Linked DNA regions of Macaca mulatta: region 2 is linked to region 1. The links are chromatin contacts, called in public Hi-C maps. All regions are on one chromosome and are shown on one strand. Each heading gives the region's core, a stretch centred on a gene start, on an enhancer-like site or on the middle of the called end of the contact. The rest is flanking DNA. Distances are from core to core; before and after follow the strand shown.

Evidence for each region. A called contact is a pair of places that touch in the nucleus more often than the background predicts.
Region 2: a Hi-C map of fetal cortex germinal zone shows a contact between it and region 1, with 3 times the contacts expected there. The contact joins the promoter of EXD3 here to the promoter of NSMF in region 1. A contact is called at or near these places in 4 of 14 Hi-C or Micro-C datasets (CD4 T cells, fetal cortex germinal zone, fetal cortical plate and 1 more).

Annotation. Positions count from the first base shown.
Region 1 is chr15:4,987,918-4,994,384 of T2T-MMU8v2.0, forward strand. It overlaps NSMF (NMDA receptor synaptonuclear signaling and neuronal migration factor), which reads left to right and starts at 2,491. Exons shown (of 14, transcript XR_013405227.1): 1 at 2,491-2,787; 2 at 3,278-3,339; 3 at 3,921-4,415; 4 at 5,324-5,399. It overlaps PNPLA7 (patatin like phospholipase domain containing 7), which reads left to right. Exons shown (of 34, transcript XM_077966762.1): 32 at 1-41; 33 at 837-940; 34 at 1,098-1,892. The coding sequence ends at 1,181.
Region 2 is chr15:5,021,393-5,026,962 of T2T-MMU8v2.0, forward strand. It overlaps EXD3 (exonuclease 3'-5' domain containing 3), which reads left to right and starts at 3,376. Exons shown (of 22, transcript XR_013405209.1): 1 at 3,376-3,445. NOXA1 (NADPH oxidase activator 1) reads right to left here and starts at 3,399. Exons shown (of 12, transcript XM_077966904.1): 1 at 2,842-3,399; 2 at 238-320. The coding sequence starts at 3,018. It overlaps LOC144334886, which reads right to left. Exons shown (of 4, transcript XM_077966731.1): 4 at 4,656-4,790.

The DNA.
Region 1 (6,467 bases), core at 1,241-3,740:
TGTGTCTTGCATTGAGCCCGCCAAGCCCGCCATGGTGGATGGTGAGTGGAGGCCCAAGATGAGGTGCTCGCGGCTGCGTGGCCTCCTGATGCTGTGTTGGGCTCGACGCCCCCACCCCAGAGGCCCACGGCCTCCCCTCCTGCCCACGTCCATGCCCACGCTATGGCAGCTGGGGTGCTTGGTGGCGCTCCTCCGTCCCGGGCACCACGTGTACCCACAGCAGTGGGACTTTGACCACCCTGGGCCACCCAGCCTCTGCCCTTCATTCACCCCAAGTCCCAGCCACACCTCAGGCCTGAGGTAGAACCACGTTTTGCCTCCCACCCCACCCCACCCAGTGGGAATGGGAATGAAGGCTGCTTGTTGGAGGGGCAGCAGGGCCAGAAGGGCCACTCCCCTCCACGCTCCATCCAGGGCCCTGCGCTTGGGCCTTCGGCCAGTGGCCTCCTGACAGCAGAACTGGAATTCTCCCGGGAGACGCCTTCTCGTGGCTGCTGTGGGCTGAGAGAGCCCTGGGCAAGGCAGCTGCTGTCCACAGAGGCCTGGTCTGGGGTGCGGGAGCCCTAAGGGTGCCTGGCTGACAAGGGGAGGAGTGTCTACCCACCCCTTGCCCTTGTGGAAGACCTACCAAGTGATATGCTGGGGCAAGGCTGGAGGCAGACAGAACCAGGGGTGGTGTGCAGGGCTGCCCTGGGACCAGGTGGCTGCCTGTGGGGCCCCTGGCCACCTAGGGGCAGGGGTGGGCATCTGTGACCAGTTCTGCCTCTGAGTGTGGCTGTGCTGGGCATGGTCCCTTCCTTGGGAGGGAACTGATGTGGCCCTACCCTCGGCGCCAGACGAATCTGATTACCAGACGGAGTATGAGGAGGAGCTGCTGGACGTCCCCAGGGATGCATACGCAGACTTCCAGAGTACCTCGGCGGAGCGGGGCTCGGACTCGGTGAGTAGCTGGGCGTGGCCCCACCTCATGCCCGCAGCTGAGCCTCAGTGCCTCGCCCTGAGCCGGACACTCCCTCCCTGTGGTCCCACTGGGTTACCAGCGCTGCACAGCCTCGGCCCTGCCTAGTCCTCACGTGCAACATACGGTCTGCTTGCAGGAGGACGAGTCCTTGCTGCAGCATGGACACCCCAGCCTGGCTTTCCCAAAACTGTCCGAGGGCTCCTCTGACCAGGATGGGTAGAGGCCTGTGCTAAAGAGCCCAGATGCAGTGTCTTCTGTGGGACTGTCCCCAAGGCTGAGGCTGCTGCCAACTCCTAGGGTCCTCTGTACCTGCCCTGCTGGAAGCCCCAGCTTTCCCCGGAGCCCCAGGCTGTGTTAGGATTCTCTGGGCCTCTTCTCTGTACCTGCAGCCCTGCACACAGGGCCCTGTGAGCTCCCCCTGCAGCCCTGTGAGGCCCCTGAAGCCCTGTGAACCCCCTGCATCCCTGTGAGCCCCCCTGCAGTCCTGTGAGGGCCCCGAAGCTCTGTGAACCCCCTATTGCCCTGTGAGCCTCCCTGCTGCTCTGTCAGCCCCCCTGCAGTCCTGTGAGGCCCCCCAAAGCCCTATGAGCCTACCTGCAGCCCTGTGAACCCTTCCTGCAGCCCTGTGAGAGCCCTGTGAGCCCCCTGCAGCCCTGTGAGGCCCCCCAAAGCCCTGTGAACCTGCTGCAGCCCTATGAGCCTCCCTGCTGCTCTCTCAGCCCCCCTGCACCCCTGTGAGGCCCCCCAAAGCCCTCTGACCCCCTGCAGCCCTGTGAGCCTCCCTGCTGCCCTGTGAGCCCCCCCGGAGCCCTGTGAACCCCCCCAGAGCCCTGTGAACCCGATGCAGCCCTGTGAGGCCCCTGAAGCCCTGTGAGGTGTGGGAGCCCTGATGCTGCCATGTGATGTTTCAATAAAGGTGGATCTGAGTGTTGGACGTGTCCCCCGGGCTGAGGTCCCTGTCGCAAAGAAACACTACTGGCTGTCCCTGATATGGGTGGTCGCCGAGGTTGGGCAGTCCCCAGCCATCCTCAAATGACCCCACTGCTGGGGCCTGAGAGCCCCTAGGGTGGCAACTGCAGGCCAGGCAGGTAGGGCTCCCAGAGTCTGCGTGGAGCTGTGGCTCCCAGGACCAGGACAGGACCCTCTGGCTCCCTCTGGCCTCGAGCACACTGGGTGCCCCTAAACCGGCTTCCCCTTCAGTTTCCAGGTCCCAAACTGCACAGGGAGCCCTTTTGTGTAAGGGGAGGGAGAATCGGCCGCCCTGTGACCCCTGCAGATCATGAGGGCCGAGGGCCCAGGACTTTGCGAACAGGCGGCCGCTGGCCTGTTTCCCCGCTCTGGAGGCCTGGACGAGAGGGCGCGGAGCCAGGCCGTCCGGCCCCGCCCCCAACCCGAGCCCTGACGTCACGGTGGGCGGGGTCACTTGTCCTCTCCGAGTGCTCCCGGGCCCTGACGTCACAGTGGGCGGGACCGAGTGCCCCTCCGAGCCCGCCCGGGTCCTGACGTCACGATGGGCGGGGCCAGCCCTCGGTCCGGGCAGCGCTCTCCCGGGAGCGGCGGCACGCGCGGAGCGCCGGGTGCGGCCATGCGGGGCCCGGGCCCGACCCCGAGCCCGAGCCCAAGCCCGAGTCGGAGCCCGAGCGAGACCCCGAACCCAAGCCCAAGCGCGACCCCCGGCGCGGCGCGGCTACCCCGGCGGAGGCGGCGGGCGCGGGGCGCGCTCTGAGGCCCGGGGGATGCGCCGCCGCCTCGACCATGGGCGCCGCCGCCTCCAGGAGGAGGGCGCTGAGGAGCGAGGCCATGTCCTCGGTGGCGGCCAAAGTGCGGTGAGTGCTACCCCGCCCCGGACCCCCGACCCCGCCCGAGTCCGCCCCTGCCCCGCGGTGCTCCCCGGGCTCCCGGGCCCCAGCCTCTCCCACTGCGGCGCCCTCCCCGCGTCCCGCGCCCCCTCCTCTGGCTTCTCGCCGCGCCTCCCTCTTCCTGGCCCCCTGCCCTGCCCTCCTGTCCCCTCCCCTCGCGAGCGCATGGTGGGCGAGCGCACCCCCCGGGTCGGGAGTGGCCTCGGTTCCCCAGGGAACAGCAGCTAACCAGCCTCGCGACCCCTCTCCACGGGCCAACGGGCAGGGGCCGGGCCTGCAGGCCTGGCCAGGGCGCACCAGTACCAAGGGTGTGTGGGTTCCCGGAGGGGGCGACCCCCGACCCTCCCTCCAGACGCCTAAGGCCTGGCTGGGGACCGGCTCCCCGGCTCTTGTGCCGCCCTGTGTTTGGGAGGGTCGTGCCGTGGCCTCCGACCGTGCCCTCTCTGTCCACCCTCAGAGCAGCTCGAGCGTTTGGAGAGTACCTGTCCCAGAGTCACCCTGAGAACCGCAACGGCGCAGGTAGGGCACGCGAGGCCATGCCAGGGCCGCCCAGACCCCCCAGCCCAGGGGATGCTGATCCCTGCCTCCGGGGGTGGAGCGTGAGGGGCATTGGTTGCGCGTGGGCCGGGCGCCCTGCCGGCCTGGCTTCCTCACATCCCCTGCCCTCCCTGCCCGAGCCCCAGGAGCAGTTCCCAGCCGCTCGTCACCATGGCACCCACCCCGCCTGGGCCGTTGGCATGGCAACAGGCCTCCTGGCTCCCCCAGGGCTGGCACCACTGCCTCTGGGGGCCAGCTGGTGGGGGGAGGGGGAAGTTGGCACCAGGCAAACGGTGCGATCGCAGGCTGGGGGGTGGCCTGCGTGTTCCTACCCAGCAGGACCGCACACAGGTAGCGCGGAGTCACCCCGCCCCCACACACATGCAGGGGCTTGAGGCCCAGATAGGAGTGAGGGGCTCAGAAACATGCCAGTGACTAGGGTTTGAGCAGCCCCAGCCCCCCACAGACGCCAGGTGCCCATTGGGTATTCTCTGCCTTCGGCCTGCTATGAAACCAGCAGCGGGGGGCCACGCCGCTGCAGGCTCACCCAGTGTCTCTCCCAGATCACCTGCTGGCTGATGCCTACTCTGGCCACGACGGGTCCCCCGAGATGCAGCCGGCCCCCCAGAACAAGCGCCGCCTGTCCCTCGTCTCCAACGGCTGCTACGAGGGCAGCCTCTCAGAGGAGCCCGGCATTAGGAAGCCCGCAGGCGAGGGCCCCCAGCCTCGAGTGTACACCATCTCTGGGGAGCCTGCCCTGCTGCCCAGCCCCGAGGCGGAGGCCATTGAGCTGGCGGTGGTGAAGGGGCGGCGGCAGCGGCACCCTCACCACCACAGCCAGCCCCTGCGCGCCAGCCCTGGCGGCAGCCGGGAGGATGTCAGCAGGCCCTGCCAGAGCTGGGCGGGCAGCCGCCAGGGCTCCAAGGAATGCCCCGGATGTGCACAGCTGGCTCCTGGCCCCACCCCTCGGGCCTTTGGTCTGGACCAGCCGCCTCTGCCTGAGACCTCTGGCCGCCGCAAGAAGCTGGAGAGGATGTACAGTGTTGACCGTGTGTCTGGTGAGGGGCTTGTGTCGGGGCATGGACAGGTTTGGGGGTGCATGCCACTGCCAGGGTCTGACAGCAGCAGCCACTGTGAGGCTTGGAACAGGGGATGGGTGCTCAGGTCACAGTATGCCAGCGGACTCAAGATTAAACCCAGCAGGCTCCTGCTGCTGCCTCCACACCCTATGAGCTGTGAGTTCCCTCAGCTCCTCAGCAAAATCTGCCAGGCCTCACAGTCCGCTTTGGCCCGGCTAGCACCAGGTCAATCAAGGAGTGCTTCCCAGAGGAGGGGGCCTGGGAGGATCTTAAGGGATATATAGGGAGGAAACACCACTTAATCAGGAGATTGGGCTGCCCTCCAAGAGTCCTGGGAAGCTGTTGGGGCCCAGCCAGGCAGTGGGCCCGTTTCCCCAGGACTGTTGAGTTGCGTGGTAGCTTGTCCACCAGGCAGAAAGTCACTCCACGGTCCCCACACTTGGGCATCAGGAAAAGGCTGTGGGGTCCCTGGGAAGGCGACAACCCTCAGCAAGGTGGTCTCTAGCCTCAGCGAGGGCCTCCAGCTAGAGCATGGGGGCTGTGGAGAAGGCCTCAGATGCCCGAGGGAAACAGATGCATTTTTTTCCTGGGCCTCCTGGAGACAGACCGTGCTTTCAAAGGAATGTTCCTCAAACTTTGGGTGGCCAAAGGGAAAGTTAAGCCAAAAAAAATCAAAGCGTCAAGTCACCAAGACCGTGGTCTTGGTGAGTGAGCAGCAGACATTCGAGCACTGCCCTCTGGGCCCGTGGGGGGATGCCACCCTGCGCCAGCCTCCCCCCACCCGCCCTGGCTGCCCACTGCCACTGACCCCCGGACTCAGAAGCATCTGCTTCCCAACAGGGAGGGACAGACCTCACCCAGCCACCGCTCCTTTTTGTCTCTTTTAGACGACATCCCCATTCGTACCTGGTTCCCCAAGGAAAATCTTTTCAGCTTCCAGACAGCAACCACAACTATGCAAGCGTGAGTCTTGTTCCACGATGTGGGGTCAGGGCCGGGTGGCCTCCTGCTGCTGCTCAGGAAACACGGCTTTTTCCCAGCCTCTGGGCCTACCAGGGTGGCTGCTTCTGAACAGCCCCATGTGCCCATCCTGTGCCAGGCCTGCCAGGGAGGCCATGGCTGGCTGCTCTTCCCCTCCCATGGCTGGTGCCCAGCCACCCCACAGTCCTCTGGTCACGGGACCCGGCCCAGGGCTGCAGCTGATGAGCTGTCAGTGGGGTGTGGGGTGTGGCGTGGTTCTCCTCCTCCCATCCCCTCTCCTCAGCCTGTGTCTGCCCTCCCTCAACCCCCAAATAGAAGCCTACTTCTGTTTCATATGTGCCACAGGTAATGACAGTTTTGGGGTCCCCCCAGGGACCTGCTCTTCTCTGTCTGGACATACATCTGGGTTTTCTGTTTTGGGGTTCCTTCCAGGGAAGTTCCCTTTGCTGCAGTGGCCCCCACACCAAAGAAGTGCCCTGCACAGGGGGAGTCCACCCCACTCCCAGCCTCAGGCTGCCCGGTCTCAGCAACCGGTCCTGGTGGCATGGGCTGCAGTGACATAAGCTTCCATTGCCTATTCAGGGCTGGCTGGCAGTGTAGCCAGCATCCTGCTGGCGGCTGGGTTACCTGTGAGGGATCTACTGGGTCAGTGACAAGAAGGGAACTGCAGGGGCCGGGTGGGGGCTGAGGGGAGGCCCAGGGTTGAGCTCACTGTGTCTTCTCTCTCACGCCATCCCTTTTGGCCCTGGCTTCAGCATCTCGTAAGTACCTGTATGACTTGGTGCCTAAGGGCACAGCCGTTGTCCCTGGGGAGACCCTCCCACCCCCAAATAGGTTTGGGCAGGCCAGGGACCTGGGTCTTGAGGGAGTGCCGCTCTCTGTGGGCCTGGCTCCCAGCGGGCACCGAGGTCGCAGCAGGGCCTGCCGGGAGCTGGGCCTCAACTGGTGAGGCAGGCTGGGACTCCTCTGCCTGGCCCCATGCCCCAGACGCCCTGCTGGGCCCTCTGCTCGCACCACTGTCCCCACGTCTGTGTCCCTCCTGCCTCTGGC
Region 2 (5,570 bases), core at 2,126-4,625, 34 kb after region 1:
CATGGTGCAGAGGGCCCAGGTTAGCAGTGAGGACCCGACCACCTGTGTTCAAGGGTGGTGGTCAGCAGAGGTGAGGGCCACAGTCTCTGCCCAGGTTTCCCTGGAGCCAGGAACCACGGAGGAGGGAGTGGGCAAGAGGAGGGAGCAGGTGGAGACGGAGGAGGGGGGAGTGCAGGAGTGGACTCTGCAGGGAGACAAAGGGCCGTCAGAGAAGGAACAAGGCACCCCTGTACTCACCTCGCCAGCTGGAAGTTGGCCACTCCTCGCTGGAAGAAGCCAACCGCCATGCAGGTGTCCTTGGTCACGGCTTGGTCAAATGCCTGGGGACAAAAATGCCCATGGGATGCCAAGGTCCGTAACCTGGTCACACAGCATCACAGATACGGTGTGATCGGTGCCAGGGCCACAGAATCCCATCGGCCCCTCCTGCTCCTGTCCAGGGACCTTTGGAGGCTCCTGCCTGGGCAGGGCTGTTACCACTCAGGCCGCCACAGCCCACCCAACCCCAACCCGTCCGGGGTGCAAAGCCCACTGAGGTGCTGCTAAAACCGATTTGTTTACCGTGAGCACAAGGACAGAGGCTGGAAAAAAGTGTTCCAGTGTGTTAATAATAGTTACCTCAGGGGGTGGGGTTATATGAGACTTTTGTCTTTTAAAAATCTTTTTTTTTTTTTTTTTTGAGACAGGGTCTTGCTCTGTCACCCAGGCTGGAGTGCAGCGGCTCGATCTCGGCTCACGGCTGCCTCCACCTCTGGGTTCAAGAGATTCTCGAACTCCTGACCTCAGGCGACCTTGGCTGTCACAATACTGGAGATGAGATAACACAGCCCAGATCCCAGAGTCACCAGTTAAAGACCTGCATTACAGGCCGGGCATGTTAGCCCACACCTGTAATCCTAGCACTTTGGGAGGCCGAGGCAGGCGGATCACGAGGTCAGGAGTTCGAGACCAGCCTGGCCAACATGGTGAAACCCTGTCTCTACCAAAAATACAAAAATGAGCTGGGCATGGCGGTACGCGCTTGTAGTCCCAGCTATTCGAGAGGCTGAGGCAGCAGACTCGCTTAAACCAGGGAGGCGGATGTTGCAATGAGCTGAGATCATGCCACTGCACTCCAGCCTGTAAGACAGAGCAAGATTCTGTCTCAAAACATAAAATAAAAATCCTTTTTGGATAGTTCATGCAAATGACTAGAAATCTACTAGAATCAGAAAGAACAACACACATGTCCTCATGGGTTTATCTGTGTGTAAAGCACAGCTCTTCCTTAAACCAGACTCAGAAAGACATAGAATGTTCTGAACAGGGACTGTGGCCATCAGTTAAGTGTGTGTGACAGGAAGGGTGCTATGGTCTCTCTTTCACAAATCTGGCTGAGCGGGGTCTTGTCGCTGAACCGAGTTCACACAGGTGTGAAGTGTGGCGGCTGAGCACAGGCACGCAGCCCTGATGTGGGGTGGCTGCTCAGGGCCAGCAGAACCCACTTATCTTCCCCAAAAGTCACGCAAGGCTCCTACCAAGAGACAGCAGTTCCAGCAACACCTGCACCCTGGCCTGCCCCTCAGATGATCGGTTTTATGAATCACAGCTGTTCCATCCTCTTTCCTAAGTTCCTATATTCCTAATACCATATGCTGTGATTAGTTGTATTGACTTTCACTGTGTCCTGTCTCTGTAGTGAAACCAGGCATGTGAGCACAGGGTGACTGGGTTAGCCCCGAACATAGGATTTGTTGCTGAACCACCTGGTGTCTAATGATTACATTCCCTTTCTTGGATAACATTTTAAAATGAAATCATTGTGGGTAGGGCAACGTGGCTCACGTTTGTAATCCCACCAACTTTGGGAGGCCGAGGAGGGTAGATCACCTGAGGTCAGGAGTTCAAGACCAGCCTCACCAACATGGTGAAACCCGTCTCTACTAAAAATACAAAATCAGCCGGGCAGGGTGGTGGGCGCCTGTAATCCCAGCTCCTCAGGAGGCTGAGGCAGAATTGCTTGAACTCCAGAGGCAGAGGTTGCAGTGAGCCGAGATGGCACCACTGCACTCCAGTCAGCCTGGGCGACAGAACAAGACTCCATCTTTGAAACAAACAAAAAAATGAAATCATTGTGGAGGTGACTGTAAATTTGTATGCAGCTTTAAGACACAAGAGAGGGGGGGTCTCATGCACTTTGCCCAGTCTCCTCCAAGGGGGATATTTTGTGAGTCAGGGGCGTGGAGACCCTCTCACAGAGCAAAGTTCCCTCTCCTTTTCATCGCTGCTGTCACCAAGCCTTCAATAACCGTGGGCACCTGCCTGCTTCTGCAGGGTGCTTGGGACTGAGCGTGGGGGCAGCGCTGGTGTTTGGAATGCGCAGGTACAGGCGGCCTCAGAACGGGGGCGGGCGCAGGAAGGGCAGCGGACTCCGTGCAGGGCCTTGGCCGCTGCACCCGGGCACCCTGGACTCCTGGCTGTTTTGGGGAGTGGGCTGCGTTCAGCCCTCCTGGCTGAGGGCTCAGAGGAGGAGACTGACCCTGTCTCCTGGCCATGACCACAGGTGCAACGCTTTCCCCTTGGTGCAGGGCGGCCCCTCGGGCCTGACCCAGCCCAGCAGCTTCCCCCTTCCCGGTGTGAGTCACCCTCGGGCCCGGGCCTCTGCCAGTAACCGCCGCGCCCCCCAGCCCGGCCTCGCTCAGCTCAGGTGCGGCCCCCACTGCTCGGCTCCCACCTGCAGGGGCGTTCGCTGGGTCGGGGGCGGCAGGGCGACCCCGTAACCGTCGGGGAGGGGCGCAGAGCCCTCCCCAGGGGCTCGAGGCGGAGGCATCGTCCGCACCGGCCTCCCCACGCCCCGCTCACCCGCAGCGCGGCCTCGGCGTCCCCGGCCAGCAGGTGCACGCAGCCCGCGTTGAAGCACAGCCTGGCGGGCGGCGCCGGGACGCCCGAGAACAGGTGCAAGGCGCGGGCCCAGTCCCCGCGATCTACGGCCTGCGCGCCCAGGTGCCAGGCGCGCACCAGGTCCCCCAGAGAGGCCATGGCGGCCCGTGGCGGCTCGAGGAGGAGCTGGGATCCCACGGAGGGTCCGGGACCGGGTCCGGGTCCGGGTCCAGGAGGCGGCGCGGGGCTGCGGGGCCTGGGAGGCGGGCAGAGGAGCGGCAGCCGCGCGCCAGGTGCAACCCCGCTGCCCCACGGCGCCCCCTGGCGGCAGGCGCCCGCTCCTCCCCGATAGGGCCCCGCCCCGCCCGGGACCTCCTGACCCCGCCCCCGCCTGAGACGACCACGCCCACCTCCCGTTCAGGCCCCGCCCCGGCCGGACTTCCGCCTGCAGCTTTGTGCGCCCGGCTTCCCAGCCCCTCCCGCGCTGGCCTCGGTGCGCCGGATAAAGCCCTCCGGGCCAGCTGCTGCGGTAGGGCCAAGGTTCCGCGCCGGGCGTGGACGGTGTGGGGCGGCCCCGGCCCTGCAGGTGAGCGACCCCGGGCCGCGCGGGCCAGGTGGGCGGCCTGGGCGCGGAGGGCAGAGCGGGGCCGGGCCCAGTGCGCGCGTCCTGAGGTGAGGGCCGCAGCTAAGAGTGAGCCGGGGCCGGGCCGCCGGCTCTCCCGGGGTGGGGAAACTGAGGCCCCGATGGGGCGGGGAAAGCGCGTTCTCCTGCAGGGCCCCGCTCCGGAGGCCGCCGGGCAGCCGGACGCCGCGGGACGCTGAGCCGATCCCGCCGCCCTGTCCCGCGGGGCCTGCCCTCCTCCGCGCCTTCCGAGCGCGGACGTCACGGGACCCGGAGGCCCTTTGCTCCGTCGCCGAGGAGGCGGCGCTCCCGGTGGGACGCGCGCCCAGCCCTGCCCTCCCCGGGAGAAGGGACGGGCGCCTCCCTGCAGGGGCCCTGGCTTCCTGCCCACCGGCGCTGAGTCCTGTATTAGCTGTGAACCTAAACTAATGAAAAGGGTCAGAATGTGGTGCCCGGTGGGTTTATTCAGGCACAGAGGTCGAGGGCGGCCTGGGTCACCAGGTGCACCGGAGAACAAGACAGAGGCTCAGGTTTTTAAAGAAAAGAGAGCCCGTGGGAGAGCAGGTGGTTTGGAGCTCACTGGCTTGTAGAAACGGCATTGGTTCGCGATTGGCCACGGCTGGGTGTTACCAGTGGGAAGTTACTTGGCTCAAGGGGTAGTGAGGGACTGCGATTTCATTTGAAATGCTTTCTGGTACTTAACATCAGGCTTTCCGGGCCAGAAGTTTAAAAGGGCTTTGCATTCCTCAGATAAATGATTTTTTTCTTTCTCATTTGCCCCCCTTTTGATCAAAATATTTCTTCTTGAAAGCATTGATTATCAAAATCCGAGGGTCAGAGTGTCCCCTCTTGCTGGGAAGGCTCATTCCCACATAGTCCTGTCCCATTCCAAGCAGGGAAGGAGGAGACATTTCAGGGAGGATTGTTTTTTTTAAGAACATCACAAACTGAATTGGAATGGCATCACAGGGTGGCAAACATGAGGCCTCAGTGAAGTCATTAACTTATACAGCTGCTATCACCTGTTGAATCATCTCTAGTTTTTAGAAACACCATTAATTTTAGTTTTCTCAGAAGTAACACATAGGACTATAACCAATTTATATGCTAGATGAAAGAAACATACCTATTCCATTAGGGAGACAACTAAAAACATGAAGAAAGTAAAATCCATGTTCTTCTTTATTTATTATTTAGCGATGGGGTCTTGCTTTGTCGCCCACGCTGGAGTGCAGAGGCACAATCCCCACTCATAGCAGCCTTGAGCTCTTGGGCTTAAAGGGTCCTCTTGTCTCAGCCTCCCGAGTACCTGGGAATACAGGTGTTTGCCACCAGGACCGGCTAATTTTTAAATTTTTTTGGTGGAGACTAGGTCTTGCCACCTTGCCCAGGCTAGTCTCGAACTCCTGAGCCCAAGCGATCCTCTCATCTGGGCCTCCCAAAGTGCTGGGATTATAGGTGTGAACACTGTACCCAGCCAGGTTCTTTTTTTTTTTTTTTTTTTTGAGACGGAGTCTCGCTCTGTTGCCCAGGCTGGAGTGCAGTGGCGGGATCTCGGCTCACTGCAAGCTCCGCCTCCCGGGTCCACGCCATTCTCCTGCCTCAGCCTCCCGAGTAGCTGGGACTACAGGCGCCCGCCACCTCGCCCGGCTAATTTTTTGTATTTTTAGTAGAGACGGGGTTTCACTGTGGTCTCGATCTCCTGACCTTGTGATCCGCCCGCCTCGGCCTTCCAAAGTGCTGGGATTACAGGCGTGAGCCACCGCGCCCGGCCTAGGTTCTTCTTTAGAGACTTGTAGCCAGAAGATTGTTCAGGATTTAGTCCAGATTATAGGAAAATAAAAAATACAATGGTCAGGGATAGAATCCAGTAATAGGTATGCTATAGTTTTTCTCTGAAACATAATTTTTCTCTACTTCCCCATTTCTACCAAAGATAAATCTTGGTAAGACCAATTTACTTGTAAAATAAATTTTACAATTTACTTGTAAAATATTTGGCCTGATTATTTGCCTAAAGTACAACAACAGTGGTGACTGGCCATACAGGCTCCTTTTTAAATTGGCTGGAACTTTGCCATAAGGAATT